Linked DNA regions of Rattus norvegicus: region 1 is linked to region 2. Evidence: chromatin contacts called from public Hi-C data. All regions are on one chromosome and are shown on one strand. Each heading gives the region's core, a stretch centred on a gene start, on an enhancer-like site or on the middle of the called end of the contact. The rest is flanking DNA. Distances are from core to core; before and after follow the strand shown. Region 1 holds the start of Strap (serine/threonine kinase receptor associated protein). Region 2 has its middle 37 kb from the start of Ptpro.

Evidence for each region. A called contact is a pair of places that touch in the nucleus more often than the background predicts.
Region 1: a Hi-C map of kidney shows a contact between it and region 2, with 7 times the contacts expected there. The contact joins the promoter of Strap here to the enhancer-like site in region 2. A contact is called at or near these places in 11 of 12 Hi-C or Micro-C datasets (the A7r5 cell line, Schwann cells, frontal cortex and 6 more).

The regions. Positions count from the first base shown.
Region 1 is chr4:172,375,203-172,380,064 of GRCr8, reverse strand. It overlaps Strap (serine/threonine kinase receptor associated protein), which reads right to left and starts at 2,740. Exons shown (of 10, transcript NM_001011969.1): 1 at 2,424-2,740; 2 at 1,441-1,576. The coding sequence starts at 2,535.
Region 2 is chr4:171,856,203-171,861,574 of GRCr8, reverse strand. No RefSeq gene overlaps it. Among named protein-coding and RNA genes, the nearest start is that of Ptpro, 37 kb to the left of the region's middle. Within about 2 kb of position 3,699, at least 23 of the 93 cell types and tissues checked have an H3K27ac peak or open chromatin away from gene starts, as enhancers often do. A contact at or near this core is called in the A7r5 cell line, hepatocytes and kidney, where this site is marked.

The sequences.
Region 1 (4,862 bases), core at 1,491-3,990, 520 kb before region 2:
ATTCCTCACAGAGGCTCCCACATGATGCCCATCTGTGTCCTAATGTTCTTCGCATACTCACTTCAAATGCTAATCTCAATTTCCTTCGTTCAACAATTAATCACTTTTATTTCTGTTTTTGTTTTGTTTCGTTCCCTTTTTGGAAAGATCGTTCTATGTAGTCCTGGCTTGGAACTGGTATGTCCCCAGACTAGTCTCTAACTTGAGATCCTCCTGCCTCCACCCACAAATGCTGGGATTAAAGAAACAGGTGTAGCACATCCAGCAACCTTGTTTATAATCTGCTTAAACCAAAGATGATGACACATTTACAACTGTTCCAAAGTGTGAAATTCTTTTAAATAAGAAATCGAGAAGGCCCTTTTCACTCTCCAGGCTCTGGACTACTATCACATACAACAGCACTTGGCACTGCCTTTGGGCCAGCAAGATGGTTTTGTAGGTACACAATCCTGACAACCAGAATCACATCCCTCACCCCATACCCCCAAAGTTGACTTCTGACCTCCTCAACACAAACCATGGTGTGTGCACACCCACATACACAAGAGTAAATAAAAGTTACCTTCATCAGTTTAAAGACAAAGGTGACTACAAACACAGGTAATTATAAAAAAGGTGACACGTGCCTCAAAAGAGCAAAGAGAATCATTAAGTCAGTTTGATAATATATGCAAAACCCAAAGTAAAAACAGGTAAGACAAAGTGAACCGCAATGAGGTGACTTATCCAATGCTGCAGTAGGTGTGTGTGTCTGGCCAATGTGATCCAGATCCTCCTCCTGGCTGCCTGCCACAGACAGTCTCCTGGCTGCCTTTGGATCTATCTCTATATATAACTCTTGGCTCTTCCAGCACCATGTCTGCCTGGATGCCACCATGTTTCTCATCAATGAACCTCTAAAACTGTAAGTAAGTCCCAATTAAATCTAGTTACCTTTACCTTGGTCATGTTGTCACTTCACAATAATGAAACTTAACCAAGACAGTGAGGACCTAAGGAAAACCAATGATCTTTCAGACAGCAATTTTTAAAACCACAGGAAATAAAAAGTAAGTTTGAGGCCCGGTTTTAAATGTATCTAGAGCCAGTTAATAAAACTGAGTGGAAAAAGTGTCTGGGGACATCACTAATACAGCACTAAATTTACAAAAATATCTGTAAAGGACATCACCAATATCCATTCTCCAAGCTGCATAGATCACTAAGACTCCTGGTCTCAAGGAGAGGGTCAATCATTTAAACATCTCAAGTCTGGGAACTTAGTGAAGAAAGGATGCTCAGAGAACCAGAACAGAATCTTGGTGAGGTCAAACACCATGTATTCTCCACGGCACCTGCAGAGTCAGAACTTTATGCCTAACTGTGAAGTTGGGAGATTCTGACAACGTCACCACACGATTCAGAAAGAATGAAGTTAAGCATTTTTGTCACACTTACGCTGTGAAGTCTGCAGCTGCTGTGGCAGCTTTGGTGGCGTCCTTATTCAATGTTGCACCCCAAACAGCACCTTTATGACCCAAAAATGTTCCGATCCAGTCTCCTGTATCTCCCTGGCGGAGCATAGGTTTGCCATCTAGAAAATTATTTTAAGACATAATGTGACTTAGATGCATGCAACATACTACCAAATCCTGAGCAGCAAACTGGAAAACGGTTGTTCTGACAGGTCCCACCTACTTACTCCCTTTGAGCACTGGGGATTCCCATCCTGGTCTGTGCCACTGGTCCCAGTGACTGGACTAGGAATTTGGGTCACCCTTCCTGGGAAGCCTAAACAATTCTGGGACCGAACAAGAGGCCTCCCTCACCTTTGCAAACTCGGGTTACAAAACAACTCTAAAGAACTGGGAAATGTTCTTCCACGGGACCTGATTCCGATCCCCAGCACCCACACGGAGGCTGTCAACCGCCTGTAACTCCAGTTCTAGACAAATCTGACGCCGCCTTCTAACCTCTTTGGGCACCCCTTCACACATGTGTACAAGCACGCATAGAGACACCACACGGACACACATAAATAAAACCTTTTTAAAAAAAAAACCATAAGGCTGGATGACACCGACATGTGTCAAAACGATCTAGATAGCCGATTTTACTTTGGACCATGTAAAACTAACGTACATTTTCATCTGGAAAAAATGAGGCTCACACCACAAAGGCTGATACAATATGATGAGTGAGACTTAAAAGGCACTCCTGTCGGCCTGGCCTAATTTCTCCTTCCCGTAAATCCTTGAGAAATACAATGTAGCTGTGTGTGTAGAAAGGCGCAGTGCTGCGGAGCACTAAAAACGGTGGTGAGGAGGGACAAATAAAGCCTGGCCAGGGGCGAGCCTCTGTTCCGTAGCGCAATCACTGGCAGCTATGACCCACCCACCCCTCGGCACACGGGAGCCGCGGCCGTCGCGGGGTCAGCTCACCTTTGCAAGCGCTGATCAGAAAGTAGCCGTAAGGCGTGATGCCGCTGAAGGCCAAATCCACCACGGGCCGCGTGTGGCCCGAGCAAGTGAGCGGCGTCTGCCTCATGGCCATGGCGGCGGCGAGCGCGGTGACGCGGAGCGGGGACCGAGGGTCGCGGTCCTCTTCCTTCTCTGCCGCGGCGCCTCAGCTGCTTAAGGCCCCCGCACTCACGCCGAGGCCGGGTCGGGAATCCCCGCGACGCGCGGTCGCCAAGGGAGGGACAGGGAGGGAGGGAGAAGGGGAGGGGAGCGCCGGAAAACCGGCCCGCCGCCACTCACGGTCCACACCGGTAGCGGCAGGAAGTGATGGCGCACCGACGCGGCGCGTCAACCGGAAGTGACGGGCGGCGGGAAGGCGGTAGCGCCCTGAATCCGGGCAAGAAGCAAAGTGCACAGGCGCGAACTCAGAGCCGTTGCTGAGCGTGGTGCTGACGTAACGCGGACTGCGTCCACTTGGTACCCGGTGTTGTGAGCCCCGAAGTCCGTCCATTGTTGGTTGCTGTTGTAGAGTCGGAACCCTCTAGTTGCTGTTCTCTCTGGATACTCAAAGTCCAAAAGCTCTTCCCACTCGCGTCCACGAGCATCTACAAGACCCGGAGCAACCAACCATACGCCCTCTTGTGTGGTGGTGGAGTCAGGGCAGCGAGAGGAACCCGGAATCAAACTGTGTTGTCAGGCTTGGCGTCTAGGGCTTTACTCGCTGCGCCCTCTTGCCAGCCCACACTTCCCTTCACTCTTTTCGTTATTCATGTATAACTCAGATCTGACTGTCTATGTTTTTTTCTTATTTTTTTCATTAGTTTGAATAAACAACACTGGGGGTGTGTATCTTGGTTCTTACTTTTTTCAAAATAGCGAATTGAATCAGTAGAAGAGTTGAAGTAGACGTTTATTTGGCAAAGTGAAGCGTACACAGCAAAGAGATTGGAGTGGGATGCCCTGAAGGAAGGTTTGGGAGTAATCCATAGAGTTCAGTGTTATGATTTTAAAGACATCTTTGTGGATACTTATTTGATGGATAACATTCTCGTGGGTAAGATGACCCCTTTCCCCTTGCAAATCATAAAGGATCAGCTCTCCCTTTTTCTGGTTAGTTTATCCCTTCCATTGATCTCTAGAAAAGGCTATAAACGGAAGAACAAAACCACCATGTAAGGGTCATTTTAATGAAGTAAAGGTCTTTTGAGCATGCAGGCCTTTTGTTAGTGTGTGTGTGGTAAATGGGTAAGTTTCCTGCGGTCTTAGGAACAAACAATCCAACTGCACAAAGGAGCACCTGACCCAACAGAGACAGTGATGTTAAGCTATAGCCACACTTTTCCATAATTACCTCACATCTAACTGCCTACCCCATAACAACCACTCTCTCCCTACAACCTATATCTCTCTCTCTCTACACACCACCACCACTACAACCCAGTAATGAGAATGGTTATGCCAACAACATTTATACCCTGGTGACAGATAAGTGGTCTGTAGTGGATGGCCAGCAAATGCTTATTTTCTAGTGGAAAAATGTTCACTTAGTGCTCAGAGAGTATCTTATTAGTCAGAGTTCTTTAGGGTCACAGAATTTATGGAATATCTATATTAAGGGATTAGAAGGATTTATAGTCTGTAGTCCAGCTACCCCAACAACGGTCAGCTGTGAATGGGAAGTCCAAAATCTAGTAGTTGCTCAGTCCCACTAGGGAAGTCGTTTCAGCTGGTCTTCTGTAGAAGTAGATTCCAACAATTTTGGTGAGCAAATGCAAGCAGACAAAGAAGAGCGAATCTTCTTCCAATCCTTATGTAGGTCTCCATAAGTGTGGCCCAGGGTAAGGTGAGTACCACCATGCCTGGATCTGGGACTGGCTTTGTCCCAGACTGACCTTGAACTCAGAGATCTCTTTGCCTTAGTCTTCTGGGATTAAAGGTGTGTACTACCTTGCCTGGGCCTAAGCTTTTCATAGCCACGATGCCTCAAGACCTCCATGCCAAGTTCCAGCCTCAAGATCTGGATCACAGGTGAGCCCTCCAATTCTAGATTGTAGTTCATTCCAGATAATGTCAAGTTGACAACCAGGAATAGCCATTATAGTACCGATGAGAACATAACTGATAAGATGGCTCTAACAACTATTACTACAGCCAGAGAGACCCCAGTCTACTGAGCTAAAGTTCTTGCCGTGCAAGCAAGAGGACCTGAGTTTGATGCCCAGTATCCACATTTTCTTAAAAAGACATGTATAGTGTGATGAATTCTTGTAGTCCATCACTGAAAGATAACAATCCTTGGAGCTTGCTGGCCAGCCAGCATAACAGTTCCAAGTACCAGTGAGAGACTATCTACAAAACAAGGTAGGTGGTTCTGGACCAGCAAGTCATTCTTCAGTGACAAGCTCCTAAGAGGAGGGACCA
Region 2 (5,372 bases), core at 2,450-4,949:
CTCTGTTGTGGGGTTGAAACTAGTGAAGCCATCTGGAAAACTGTATGAACTTTCCTTTACAAAATCTAAAAATGGGGCTGGCTTTCTGAATAAAGATATTAATGACTTCATTAATGGATGGTTCTGTCACTAGAACTTGTCACTCAGTACAGTGTGCACAGATGGATAAACTCATCAGGAGTTACGAGTTAGAATACAGGCTTTAATTTGGGAATCAGCATTGAGACTTGACTGCCTGGCTTCCGTGCCAAGGCTGCACTCCGTTCCCTGACACACAGGTGCTAGGTTTTTCCTAATTTTAAACTGTGAGTTTTACAATGTAGCTGGGAAAACTTTGGCCAGGTTAGAAAGTGGCTCTTCCAGGCACACTTGTCCTCAGACTTCTAGCTCCATAGTGGTGGATTATTCCAGAAAGAATGCCAGAGCCTGACAAATACAGAGGTGGATGCTCACAGCCAACCATTGAACTGAGCATGGAGGAGTTAGAGAAAGGATTGAAGGAGCTGAAGGGATTTGCAACTCCATAAGAAGAACAGTACCAACCAACCAGAGCTTCCAAGAACAAAACCACTGTCCCAAGAGAACACAGGGATGGATCTGTGGCTCTAGCCGCATATGTAGCAGAGGATGGCCTTGTCAGGCATCTATGGAAGGAGAGGCTTTTGGTCCTGCCAAGGGTCAATGCCCCAGTATAGGGGAATGCCAGGGCAGGGAGGTGGGAGGGGGTTGAGAAGGAGTTGGGAGAGAGCACCCTCATAGAGGCAGGGGAGGGGGGATGGGATAGCAGGTTTCAGGTGGGGAAACTGGAAAAGGGGATAACATTTAAAGTGTAAATTAAAAAAATATCCAATAAAAGAAAAGAAAGTGGTTTCTCCTGGAACACTTGTCCTCAGACTTCTATCTCCGTAGTGGTAGATTGTTCCAGAAAGAACGCACTGTGAGGGGAAAGGCCAGGAAGACCATTCTGCTAGAGAGATGCGAAAGCTCAACAGCAAATATTGCACTGACCATTGACTCCTTCCATACCAAAACAACATGAAATCCATAGATCGTGATAGCACACACCAGATGAGATGGAGATCCATTCCCACTAGCTCAGACCTGCCCCCCCCCCATGCTTTCTGTTTTGTTGTTGTTGTTACTGTTTTGTTTTTTGTTTTTGTTTTTGTTTTGTTTGTTTGTTTTTGCTTCAGAATTGCAACAAAGTGACCCATAGTAAAAGTCTCTCTCCCAAGGCTCCTTTTTAAAAAATCAGTGTGTCCTGTATGCTGACCTCGAACTCACTCTGCAGCTGAGGAGGCCTTAGCCTTTGATCCTCCTGTTCTTCCTCCCACACTCTGGGTTTACAGTCATGCACCACCCATGCCCAGTTTATGTGTTGCTGTGGATCTAACCCAGGGTCCCACGCTCTCTAGACAAGAGTTCTCCTAGCTGAGCTCTGTCCCCAGTCGGTAAAGGTTTTTGTCCTTGACATGAGCCTGCATCTGAGTGGACCCTACCCCACCATCCGCACTCTACCTCCATTGCTGCATCTCAGAGAAGTGTGTGTGCAGTGTCAGGAGTCATTAACCTAAGAATGTCTAAAGACGAGAGGGGTTTCACCCTCCATGGAGACGAGCGTCTGAGCCCCATCACCTCAGAGTCATCCTAGCAAGAAGACCTCAAGTTTCTAGGAGCTCCATCGTCCTGGGGGAGACAGGTTAAGAACTCGAAACACTGAAGGCAGAATGTTTGCTGGGGTAATCTTCAGTTATTGAAGTTTTAAAGAGTTATCCACTCTACCTTTCCCCGTCTCATCAGGAATGGTTCCTTAGTGCTCAAGCAGAAAGGGGCGCTAAGGGAAAACTTAAAAGTGCTGATGGCTTTGAAACAACCAACCGGAAATGACTGAATACCAGCATCAGCGTGGTTCTCCAAATGGAGTAGTAAAATGGTCAATGTAGACTTTGAAAATCATACTTTTTATGATGCAATATTCTGAAAGGTATAGTCCATGTGCACATGGAGTAGTATAGACAGTGGGATGATTTTTAAGTCATATAAAGATAAATGTGTGTATACATATATACATATATGTATAGATACATTATACATATGTACATGTGTACATGTGTACATACATACACACGCGCGCGAGCACACACACACACACATACACACACACACACACACACACACACACACACACACAGAAGCATATAGTTATTTTATCATGGTTTAAAAGACTGAGTTAGGCCACCAAACTCACAATTTCCAAGCATTTGTAGGACAGCAAGAGATTGTCTTTTGCCTTTCCTCACTGGGTGCCACACTGGGCCTGAAGAAGGCAGAGGACAGCTTGCTGGGTCTGTCCTCATCGTCAACCACATGGATCTTGCAACTGAACTCAGGATGTCAGGCATGGCTCAAGTCCCTTTTCCAGAGCCCTCTCAGCGGCCCGTAATTGTTCTTGTTCTTGTCCCTTGCTTTTCTTTCTCGAAAATGTCAGTTTGCAAGTTACTTTAAAGCAGGCAGTTGTAGGCATCATTCTGTAAGTAACACACAGACGTAGAAGGGCGATGTGGTCAGCAGGTTAATAGCAGAAGCCTGAGGAACATCGACATCCTCTTGTGTTTTGCGAAGGGTTTCCATGCTGTTAGGCTGAGTTCCAAGGAAGCTGAGCCTGAGCCAAGAGCTTCTGTTCAGGTGATTCATCGACATTTGGTTATGAGCCCAGCCTTTAATAACTGAGTTATCTCCCAGGCCCTTGGTGATTTATCGAATGGAGTACGTTCATGGAAAACCTTGAGAGGAGGAAGGGAAGAGGTGAAAGGCAGGAGTGGATACTAGACGAGTCATTGTTTTAGGGAAATCTTAGCTTTGGATGTTACATGTATATGACGCATGTGTGTGCTTGTATGCATCCCTGAGTACATGCGTGTGCATGTATGTACAGAGCCTGATATTGACATCAGGAGCCTCCTGGACCATTCTCCATCTTATATCTTGGGGCAGGGTTTCTCAGTTGAGCCCACAGCTCATAGAGTTGGCTAGTATAGGGAGTCACCTTGCACAAGGACTCCATCTTCAACTCACTAGCGGTGGGGTTACAAGCATCCACTGCATTTACTCAGCATTAACCTGGGCTCTAACAGTCCAAACTCTGGTCCGCAGGGTGGACCTCCTGCGCTGCTGAGTTGTCTCTCCAGCTCCCAGAAACTTCAGCTTGAGGGGAAAGTTTTTCCTTACTATCCCCCCTCCCCAAGAAAATTTTGTTCAATGAATATAACAAAGAAGTAAAGAAGAAGTTGCCCTGACAAGAGGAAAAAAGACTTGACTCCCAATTCAGCCTGTCATCAGTCACAAGAACAGCATCATTTTCCCACAGGAAGAGAGCCACGGTCACAAAACAGCTGACAAAAGGCCCTTGTAGGAGCATTGGTCTACTCTGGGGACTATGGATGGGGCACCGAGAGCACCTGCCACAGAGGCTGAGAAAATCACACTGAGAACAATGGTAGACGCACCGAGATGGTCTGTGGTCCAGGATGGTGTTGTCGCCAACTGGCGGCCACAATACTTCACTCATGGGAATTCCTCCAGAAGGGAAAATTCAACAATACTCAGGGTCATCCTGACCCACTCCATCCCGGTGTTCCATTGCCTGTGGCCACTCCTCCTGAGCCTGCAGCATCAAAGGATGTGGACGGTGTAGTAACACTGGGCAACTGGGCTTGCCTTACCCAATGGACTCTTGCCCTGAGTGTCCAAGGATTGAGTTCTACTGGACTTAAACTCCCCAATTTCCATTGAGTCATCTCAAAAAAAAAAAAAGAGTCTTTTTCTTCTTTGGAAGGAGGTGTACATCACTGGCACACAACACGGGCATTTTCAAAGGAGAGAAAGAGTAGACCCCAACTTGCAAGGCACGAGGCTTTCGGGCAATGGCTGGCCCATGTTAGGGCATGCCAATTCATTGGAGTCAACCACATATCTCAGCCTGATAGTGTGCGAATACAAACCGGATGCATCTGATTAAGTGCTCGAGGGCCTGGTGTAATAATTGACTCACTGGCAGTGTGCCTCCTTCCAGCTATTCTGGGATCTGGGCTTGGAGCATTTGGAGTTTGGCATGCTCACCTCAGAGGCTCTCTCGGCTGGGCCAGGTGCCAGGCGGCCATCCGCCTCACTATTCCGTTCTCCCTCTTCTCCATTCTTCTCCGTATTTCCCCACAAACCATGCCTTGCTCTTCGGATCGCGCCCTATTTTCTTCAGAGAGAAATTTCAGCTCCTCTGCTAAGCCAGGCTGGCCGATTTAGAGCTGGGCAGAGGGCGACATGGCCAGAATCAGATGGTGCTTGCCTTACCTTACCAAGGATGTTTGTTAAATCTGGTCAGTGACAGCTAGCTTGGGTCCCTGGCAACCAAGCAGGTAGAAAGTATTTCCTGTTGTAGATGGTTCTGTGTGGCTGAGGGATTAGTACCATAGTGTCCAGAGCCAGGCGCATTCCGTATCGGCGATGTCACTTATTAGCTGAGTCACTCTGAGCACTGACTCGGTCTCCCGTGCTCCTGGGTTATCATCTGTCACATGGAAATAACTGAAGGACCTACTTTGTAGGATTGGTAGGAGGATTAAATGAGCTCAACCCATAAATGAGCAGACAGATTTCCTTCCCCTTGGAAAGAAGTTTAATGAGGGTCGGTAAGATGGCTCAGTTGATAAAGGTGGTTGCCACGAAGACCAATGGTCCTGGTTGGCTCCATGAATACCCACATGGTAGAAGGAGACGACAGATTCTGGGGAGTTGTCCTCTGAGCCCCCCCAACCCCTTACACCTCTGCACATAAGCCCACACACAAACAAACTGTGTCACTGAAGGCTATAAAAATGCTCTTCAAAGGAGGATGTTAATGAGGTGTCAGGGAATTTCCTTGACATTATTTGTAGAGATAATCTAATTATTATTTACACAGTACTCTGGCGCTAAGCAACTGAAAGTCTCCAGCATTCTAGCTGATGAATTCTTACCATAACCCTGAATTATGTTCTGTCTTGCAATAACGAAATTACAAAGCAGAAGGCTGTACCTTGTCTGACGTTAAAGCGTGAATTGGACGTAGCAATCGAAAGAGTGAGCTTGATTCACTTCTAATGGCATGGAAAGATAAACACGTCGTATCACTGAGAAGCAACTGGAGATCGGAGACCAGGTTGAAAAGCAACAGAAAGTCACATGATGTATGTAGAATCACATTTCATGCTTTAAAGTGTATGTGTATGATCATGTCTACACGCATGTAGTGGCTGTGTGCGTAAGACATTTACAATGTAGAGACAGTTCACCTCTATGATAGCTGGCACAGAAGTTACTTTGTGGAAAGGGGCCAC